3 separate regions of the Mus musculus genome follow, and all the other regions are linked to region 3. The links are chromatin contacts, called in public promoter capture Hi-C maps. All regions are on one chromosome and are shown on one strand. The core of a region is the stretch at or near the end of the contact, and the rest is flanking DNA. Distances in the headings are between cores, read along the strand shown.

Region 1 (2,700 bases), core at 152-2,651, 620 kb before region 3:
TTTTATTCTATTAACCCACTTCCTCAAAGCATATCAAAAACATACACTCTATATTTTAATTTCTTTCCCCTTGAGACAGGGTTTCTCTGTGTAGCCCTGGCTGTCCTAGAACTCACTCTGTAGACCAAGCTGGCCTCGAACTCAGAAATCGGCCTGCCTCCCAAGTGCTAAGTGCTGGGACTAAAGGTGTGCATCACCACGTCTGGCTTCCCCCAATTTTTTAAGTACACAGTCTTCCTTTTTTTTTTTTTTCATTGCAAGAATTTGTCAGGGTTTACTTTGTCCTGTATTGGTAGACACTCAGATTTCTAGTGGTCTCATATACAAACGACCTCAGGGATCAGCATGACCCACCACATCCAACATATTTTTAAAATAACTCTTTTTGGTGTGCTGGAAATCAAAACCTGGGGCCTCCCCATGTAGACCCTCCCATCAAGCTGTATACTCAGCCCCTTAAAATGATCTTTAAAGAAGAAGAAACCAAACTGTATCTGGTCACCCTTGATAAGCACCTAGACCCTTCTTTTACTCAGGAATATGAAATACCAAAGATCCCTGGGCAAGAGATGGGTTTTCCGGAGACTCACTGTCCTTGTTGAATTTCAAAATCATGACTTGTTTCTCTCCCACAGGGCTACGGCATGGCATACACTGTCCACAAGTGGTCAGAGCTCAGCTGGGCCAGTCACTGGGTCACTTTTGGATGCTGGATCTTCTACCGTCTCATAGGCTGAGGCATATGACCATCATAATCCCCTTCAATACCCCTCCTTAGGGTGCCAACTCTGATGGGGGATGAGAAAAGACCCTTTCTCTACTCCTTTTCCCTTATCCATTCTTGACCCCCAACACCCCTCCACACAACATAGGAACACACACAACTTTCTATGCCTGTCAATCCTCACCCCGCCACCAGGCAGGAAGGGGGTGGTCCTTATTGGGCCAAGGAACGATGGATACTTGGGAAAGCAGACAGGAGCAGATCCAGGGCCTCTGCGCCTGCCGTCTCCCTTTTTTATATGCAGTTTGTTATTGTCGAATAAAAGTAGAACTTACACAACAGGCTCGGTTTTTTGGTTTTTTGTTTTTTTTTTTTTTTTTCACTGATCAGAGGGGAAAAAGGGAAAGCAAAGAAATTCCACCACACATAAAGGTTTGGAAACTGAAAATCGTGGAGAGGGAAAATAAAATTGTGATCTATTCGCGATGAATTCAACATGGTCTGTGATTGGCTAATGAGTCTATGATGGCGGGGTCCTGGTCCTGCTTGCGTAGAGCAGGGACAGATTTTGTGGGGGAGGCTTAGTAATACTTCATGGAAAACTGGGGGATCCCTGTACTGATTGGTTCGTCAGATTCGAACGGGGCGGGGTAGGGCAAGACAGAAGAAGGGTTGATGCCTACTGGTCCGTAGGTAATAATTAAAATGACAGTTTGAGATGATCAATATTCTGACTAAATGCTGACGAGGTCTGTTTGCCAACTTGTTTACCGTCATGCCTTCTGTTTGGCTTTTAAGAACTGGCACTGTTGAGAGTCTACACCAACTGCTCAGCAGGAGTGAGGGTTTGAAGGTGACCGATGCTGTTAGGACTGGAGAGTTCTGAGCTCTGGTGGGCGCTAGGTTTGTTTGTACTGAATGTAATCCACCTGTCGTATTCTCTGCATTTGGGCTAAGAATGGGTCCGGGAACTGATTGGTTGCCTAGAAAACTTAGAAGACCACGCAACTCCGGTCACTAGCAAATGTTGAGGGTTTCAAATTTCAGCCTCATCTTGTGCGATTGATAAGAGGGCAGGGAAATTGAAGCTCAGAATAGCATAGATTTGCTATCGGGAGAAAGCGCCCACAGACCTTGGAGGTCTCCACCCTACTCCTGACTTGGTCTCAGCCAACAGGGAAGATGACACCATAGGCGAGGACAGGGCCTGCGACATTCGGAGGACTCCTATTGGCAGAAGCCACCTTCTCCACTTCACTATTGGTCCGCTCCATCGGGCGGGGAAGCGCTAGAGCTGAGCGGAACTGGGGCTATTAGGGAGCCTGCAGGTCTTCCTGGAAAGTCGCAAGCCTGTGTTAGGAAGTCGCCCTGCGATCGCGCCGCCTGGGGTGAGTGCCAGCCAGCTTGTCCGAGCCCCTCCACGTGCCCAGACCCTCCACGACAGCGGTTTGCCTGCGAGTCCTGCCCTACCCTGCGCTTGCGCGGGACCCGGGCCCTAAATCGGTTGTCCAGACGACGGAAGACTCGCCCTCTCGTTGGGCAGCTACAGTGGAGGGTTCTGGTTGTGATTGGTGGTCTCTGGGCTTTGTTTTCCTTTCTCTTGGTTAGCGCCGCCCGTGAGACCCCTGCTTTTGCTACTTCTAGCTTGTTGCAGGGTGGCACACTAATTGCCTGGACTCTTGCTTTTGAAACGTGGTGCTTGGGGCCGCAGCTCTGATTCCTCATCTCTGCAGCCCCCTGCGGGTGGGAGTAGCGTCCAGTTAAATCTCAGCCACTGGACCCTGCAGTGCACCCCGACTACATTCCTGTGTCTTTCCAACAAACTGAGCCCCAAAGTGCTAGGACCTGGCTTGTTGACAGTGACTCGCCCACCAGACTGTGATCATACTCTGTGACTAGCAACCAGAAGTACAACTCGATGATGCTGGCAGTACAATCTGATGATTCCTCTTTAGAGCCTCAGGAGCCTCTGCCTA
Region 2 (2,700 bases), core at 36-2,535, 570 kb before region 3:
TTAGAACAACAAAAAGTATTCAACTAAAGATAACTACTTACAAATTTAATAAAAATCCATGAAAATCACTGAGAAATGTGGGAATAAGCTTACCAGGAATTACAGATGAATGGCATCCAAAGGGTAGCAAATCGATTTGTGGTGGGGTTGGTGGAGGAGTGGGAGGCAGGCCTTTACAATGTTGAACAAATTTATTCTAGGAGTCAACAATGTAGAGTTCCTGGAGGCAAACAAGTTATTAGGCACTGAAGGCTGGGAAAGATCACATCGTCAGGCAGTGGACTTAGACACTACTTGCTATGGATTTCATTATGTACTGCAAAAGTTCATCCTTTCGATCAAGACCCAGTATCCCGAATAGAGAGTAAAATTCGTTTAGTGGATTGAGATTTGCATCCTTTGAAGCTAGGCTACCTGGCTTGCTGAACGCATTATCAGGCGTAAAGAGACTGTCAGATAAGGATGCAAACTTAAGTCAGAGGATGACACCAAGGGAAGGAGTCCGCTAACACACAGCTATATGTTAGGAGGAGGGGCTAAGCATTCGGAAATGTAAGGTTTGACAGGAAGAACTCTGAAGGCCTCGGGGCCTTAAGGGATATGCAGTTAAAGGTCTAAAAAGAAAAGATTGGTTTCTGAGGACGGCAGTTCGCTGGCACCGACCTACTGTCAGTTAGGACTTCCTATGGAAAGGGAGAGATGACGTCAAAAACACTGAAAATGACGTCAGGGAGGAAAAGGCTCTATGGATCCAACCGTTTGAGATGGAAAGGGGGCCAGTCTCTCGGGCAGAAAGGAGATGCTTATAGGAGAACGCACTGAACTCATAAAGCTCCTCTCGATTCCCGGAAGCGGCGAGGCAAATTGCTGCCTCCGCCTTCCTCGTCCTCTTCCCAACCCCCCCCCCCCGCTGGCCTCAACCAATGAGCACGCACGCCAGGGCGCGCTGGGGGACGTTGTGTGACGTCTCGGCTACGCACGCTTTATCAGGCGTCTTCCCGCGCCGCAGTCTCTCTGTTCTCCCGGTTCCTTCGAGCTCGTCGTCTCTGCCGTCCTCTGACTTTTAATTTCCAGGTAAGCGCCTTCGCCTTGCTCAGCGCTCGTTCCCCACCTCACTTCCTTGCCCTCTATGGGCGAGGGACGAGGGCAGGAAGAGTTGTGGCCGCTGATATGTGGGCTTGAGCTTTGAGGAGGGTTAGTCCCAGGCTCGAAGGCAAAAATGTATTCATTGTGAGGCGGGCGTGCTGCATCGGAACGGGAGAAATGCCGGAAGGCACGGGCTCGGGCGGCGGCGGGGACCACGCGCCAACCTGTACCGGCTGTCCCTTCCCACGTGACCGCCGCCATCTTGTTCTGCGGGGAAAGAGGAAATGCAATGCTGCTGTAGGCCTGCGCGACCGTACAAAATGACGGGCGTGGCAGCCTGGGATGTTGTGGGCATGCGCGATAGGAGTCATCAAATGGCGGATGGGCTCACCCAGCCTTGCTGGTTCCCGCCTTTTCTGCTCCCGAGCCTCTTGCCATTTGAATTGTCTCTTTTAACCCATTTTCTGTCTTCGCTGTAATTCTCTGTATCCGGATATTGTACACCTCACTACCTGCCACATTGACTCCCCAATAATTCGTGCACTCCCTTTAGGACTTGCCTTCTGCCATGTCGTCTGAAGAAGGGAAACTCTTCGTAGGAGGGCTCAACTTCAACACCGATGAACAGGCACTTGAAGACCACTTCAGCAGCTTTGGGCCTATCTCTGAGGGTGAGCCATGGACCAGCCCCGGGGTTGAGGGTTGGTGGAGAAGAGCTAGTCTAGAACTAAAACCTGAAATTCTCTTTAACTTCCATGTCTGTACGGTAACGGTTAGGCTGAAATAAATTCAGTTGGATACAGGATTTTTTTTTTTTTAAACAGGAGCGGGGGGGTTGGCGGGGTCCTAATTCTCCCAAGTGCTATTTGATCTGTGGCTGTGCCTGGCTATTACTTTCTACTTAGATGTTAGGGTTCTAACATTTGTCTTTCTGCCCCTCCCCCAGTGGTTGTTGTCAAGGACCGGGAGACTCAAAGATCCCGGGGTTTTGGCTTCATCACCTTCACAAACCCAGAGCATGCCTCAGATGCGATGAGAGCTATGAATGGAGAGGTGAGGCCTCCTGCCTGCACAGGGGCCGTCTCCCTGTCTGCCACTTTCTTCGTTCTTTCTGTTTTCCCTCTATGTCTGCCAGGGGCAGCGTGGCCACTCACAGGAGCATGACTGCCTTCTGTTCTAGGGGGTGGAGGGCAGCGGCAGACAGAGCCGGGCTGCCTGGGAGGCGACGACTGGTCCTGCATGAGGCGGAGAAGCCACCTGTGGATGGTTGACCTGCTCTGGGCTTAGGTAGTAGAGTCTGCAGAGCTGTGGGCCTGGCAGAGGACCGGAGAGGACCTCGTGAGTCTGCTGGGATGGACTCTGAAGCCTCAGACCGAGAGAGGTGTCTAGCCCTAATAGTCGGGCAGCTTAGAGGAGTGGGGAGGATACGTCAGCCTGAGTTCAGTCAAGATGTAAGTAGTAGCAGGGGAGACCGGTGGATTCAGGTCTTTTTGTGGGATTCCATAGCTCCTGGTGAAGCCATTCTGGTCAGCGGAGCTTGGCTTGGACGAGGCACCCAGAATTTGGTGCCCAGCAGGAATTTCTGGGCTCTTGCCTACACCTACCTGCCTGTGC
Region 3 (2,700 bases), core at 199-2,698:
GCTTTGGTTAATCCCATACTGGCACTGTCCTTTGAGATATAACAGCCTTCACCCTGGATCCCCATTTCTTTCTCGCTCCCACCTTCACTCCTCACATGCCTTAGTGCTCCCCCCCCCCCCCGCCCGCTACAGCCCCGCCTCCATGTCTGCTCACACACAGCCTTCCCGTCTCTGTTCAGTCTCTGTATTGGCTAGATCTACCTTGTTACCACCTCTTGAAGCCATAGTGTGCGCTCACTAGACTCCTCCATTGGCTCATTGCAACTATTATCGTCATTCTGTCTCTACATCATTCGCGTGCAGTTCTCCATTGGCTGTTCATTTTATCTGTCTTACGTCTCACCGCCTACGCAACCTGCGGATCTCCCAGTTTTTGGACCTCTGGGTTCGCTCCCCGTTGCCCCCATTGCTTGTAGCCATTTCATCTTCCCGCCGCCTACCATGCCCTTCGTGCTCAGACTTTCCCACTAATTGTCATACTCCTGCTGCTACATCTTCGGGCCCGCATTAACCCTACTCAGGCCTCTCCATTGATTCCGTTATCATCCCGCCTTCCATCCCGCCCACGCGCGGGCGTCCTCATTGGTTGCTAGCTTCTCCTGCTTGTCAATCACCTGTACGTCACTCCCGCGTGGCTGTCCATTGGCTGTTGGCCGTACCTGTCTCTAGCTCACCGCCTACGCTCCACTGGAGCCCCACCCCCCTGTTCTGGCTTTCTCATTGGCTGCCCGCCTTTTCAGGCCCTGCCCCCGCCGGTCCCACCGCCGGTGCCGTCGGTGCCGCCGCCGCCGCCGCCGATATGGCGCGCACGGCCCCTGTGGAGCCACCGCTGCGGCATCCCGCGCCCCCGTCGCCGGCTGCGGGAGAGCCCCGCGCCTCGGCTGAGGCGGCGGTGGCCCCGCGGAGGGTGCTGTTCGCTGACGAGGCCCTGGGGCTGCCTCTGGCGCAGCTACGCCGCTACCGGCCGTGGGGCGGGCCCGGGGCGGGCAAGATGGCGGCGGCGACCGGGCAAGATGGCGGCGGTGGCGGGGCTGATGAGGAAGACGATGGCGAGGATGGGGATGAAGGGGAGGAGGAAGAGGAGGCTTTTCCCGATCCCTCTCCGCCGTGCCCCGTTCCCGCTGGCGGGGGGTTTTACCTGGTGCCCACATTTTCGTTGCCGCCCGCGCTGGGCCGTCTGGAGCGGTTGGGGCGCGTGATGGTGGAGTTGGAGGCGCTGCTGCCGCCTCCTGGAGCGGTTCCCGGGGGTTCCGGGGTGTGGGTGCCTGGGGGACGCCCGCCAGTGGTGCGCGGGTTGGTGCGCGTGCTGAACCGCTCCTTCGAGAAGGCGGTGCACGTGCGGGCCTCACACGACGGTTGGGCTACCTTCTGCGACCACCCAGCCCGCTATGTCCCACGCAGCCCGCCTGGGGCAGGAGTGGGAGGAACAGGAGCAGGAGATCCCCTCCTGGATCCCGGGCTAGGCCTGGGCCCTGGCCAGATGTCAGCCTCCTCACCCGACGACGGTGGCTGCACTGACCGCTTTGCCTTCCAGCTGCCCTTTGCTGAGGGCGCGAGCGATGGGGCGCGCCTCGACTTCGTGGTGCGCTATGAGACCCCCGAGGGCACTTTCTGGGCCAACAACCATGGCCGCAACTACACTGTCCTGCTCCGGATCGCACCCGCTCCCACACCCACTGATGCCGAAGGGCTGCCCCAGCAGCAGCAGCTGCAGCAGCTGGAGCCACAGCCTGAGTGCCAGGGTCCTGTGGAGGCTGAGGCCAGGCAGCTGAAGAGCTGCATGAAGCCGGTGAGGCGCAGGTAATGTCTGCCAGCGCCACCTCCACCAACACAGGGCTGGATGTAGAAGCCTCCCATCCCAGCACTTCCCCCTCCCCCAGGCCTGCTCTCCAGGACAGGCAGGAGGGTGCATTCGGTCAAAGAGTAGTGCAGGCCAAACATGTGCTAGGCACTGTTTTAAATTCTGGGGTATCATCCATTTATTGAGTTCCACTATAAGGCCCTGAACAAGACAGACACCTTCCCTGTCCCCAACCATCCCGCAAAGGCTCCTCTGGGAAACAGAATGCAAAAGCAAACAAGCAGATAAGATAAATAGGGCTAAGGTTAGTGCTGAGAGGAAAATACTGTAAGGCTCTGGAGGGAGTGGCTGCTGCAGACGTGTTGAGGGTGAGCTCTTGTGAAGAGTCCCAGACGGTGATAACGAAGAGTTATGGACGAGCGAGTTGGTAGAGTTTGGACCAGGTAGGACTCTTTCTGAGGAGGTGGCATTTAAACTTGAGTCCAGAGTGGTACGGAGCAGTGATGCACATACAGGGGAGGTAGATGTAGATAGTGGGGACAGCAAAGTCCTGAGGTGGTTCTGGGTTTCGTATGACTGTCAGCCAGTGTGCTGGAGTGGAGAGAACATGACGTGCGAAGGTGTGGACTAAGGGTCTCCCGGCGTGGGGAGTCAGTCTGATTCCTATCTGCCACAGCAGGAAGCCAGAGTTAGAGAAACTGGTTGAGGAAGTGGTGGTACTTGGCTTTTTAGTTTCAACCATTTCTGGCTTTGAAGTCTATGCATCCTTTTTTTTAAAAACTGTTCCTCTGGTAGTCTGAGGCCTCCAGTGGAGTTTAGGGAGCGAGGCTCTATTCTCACATAAAAACATTAGCCTTGGCAGAGGCGGAAACAGATGAGAAGCGGACTTGAAGGTCACA

The links. Promoter capture Hi-C pulls out the DNA fragments that hold promoters and counts their contacts.
Region 1: a contact with region 3 is called in a promoter capture Hi-C map of cranial neural crest. The contact joins the promoter of Ebp here to the promoter of Flicr in region 3. A contact is called at or near these places in 3 of 39 promoter capture datasets (cranial neural crest, liver and pre-B cells).
Region 2: a contact with region 3 is called in a promoter capture Hi-C map of erythroid cells, with 33 times the contacts expected there. The contact joins the promoter of Rbm3os here to the promoter of Flicr in region 3. A contact is called at or near these places in 6 of 39 promoter capture datasets (cranial neural crest, erythroid cells, hippocampal neurons and 2 more), 1 of 484 Hi-C or Micro-C datasets (embryonic stem cells) and 2 of 115 datasets of contacts at active chromatin or transcription factors (embryonic stem cells and memory CD8 T cells).

What each region holds. Positions count from the first base shown.
Region 1 is chrX:8,192,213-8,194,912 of GRCm38.p6, reverse strand. It overlaps Ebp (phenylalkylamine Ca2+ antagonist (emopamil) binding protein), which reads left to right and starts at 1,401. Exons shown (of 5, transcript NM_007898.3): 1 at 1,401-2,112. Porcn (porcupine O-acyltransferase) reads left to right here. Exons shown (of 15, transcript NM_023638.4): 15 at 636-1,067. The coding sequence ends at 737.
Region 2 is chrX:8,144,012-8,146,711 of GRCm38.p6, reverse strand. Rbm3os (RNA binding motif protein 3, opposite strand) reads right to left here and starts at 1,285. Exons shown (of 3, transcript NR_033561.1): 1 at 981-1,285; 2 at 94-220. Rbm3 (RNA binding motif (RNP1, RRM) protein 3) reads left to right here and starts at 832. Exons shown (of 7, transcript NM_001166410.2): 1 at 832-1,074; 2 at 1,640-1,757; 3 at 2,033-2,139. The coding sequence starts at 1,655.
Region 3 is chrX:7,572,348-7,575,047 of GRCm38.p6, reverse strand. Flicr (Foxp3 regulating long intergenic noncoding RNA) reads right to left here and starts at 1,448. Exons shown (of 3, transcript NR_029473.1): 1 at 1,139-1,448. Ppp1r3f (protein phosphatase 1, regulatory subunit 3F) reads left to right here and starts at 767. Exons shown (of 4, transcript NM_138605.3): 1 at 767-1,800. The coding sequence starts at 800.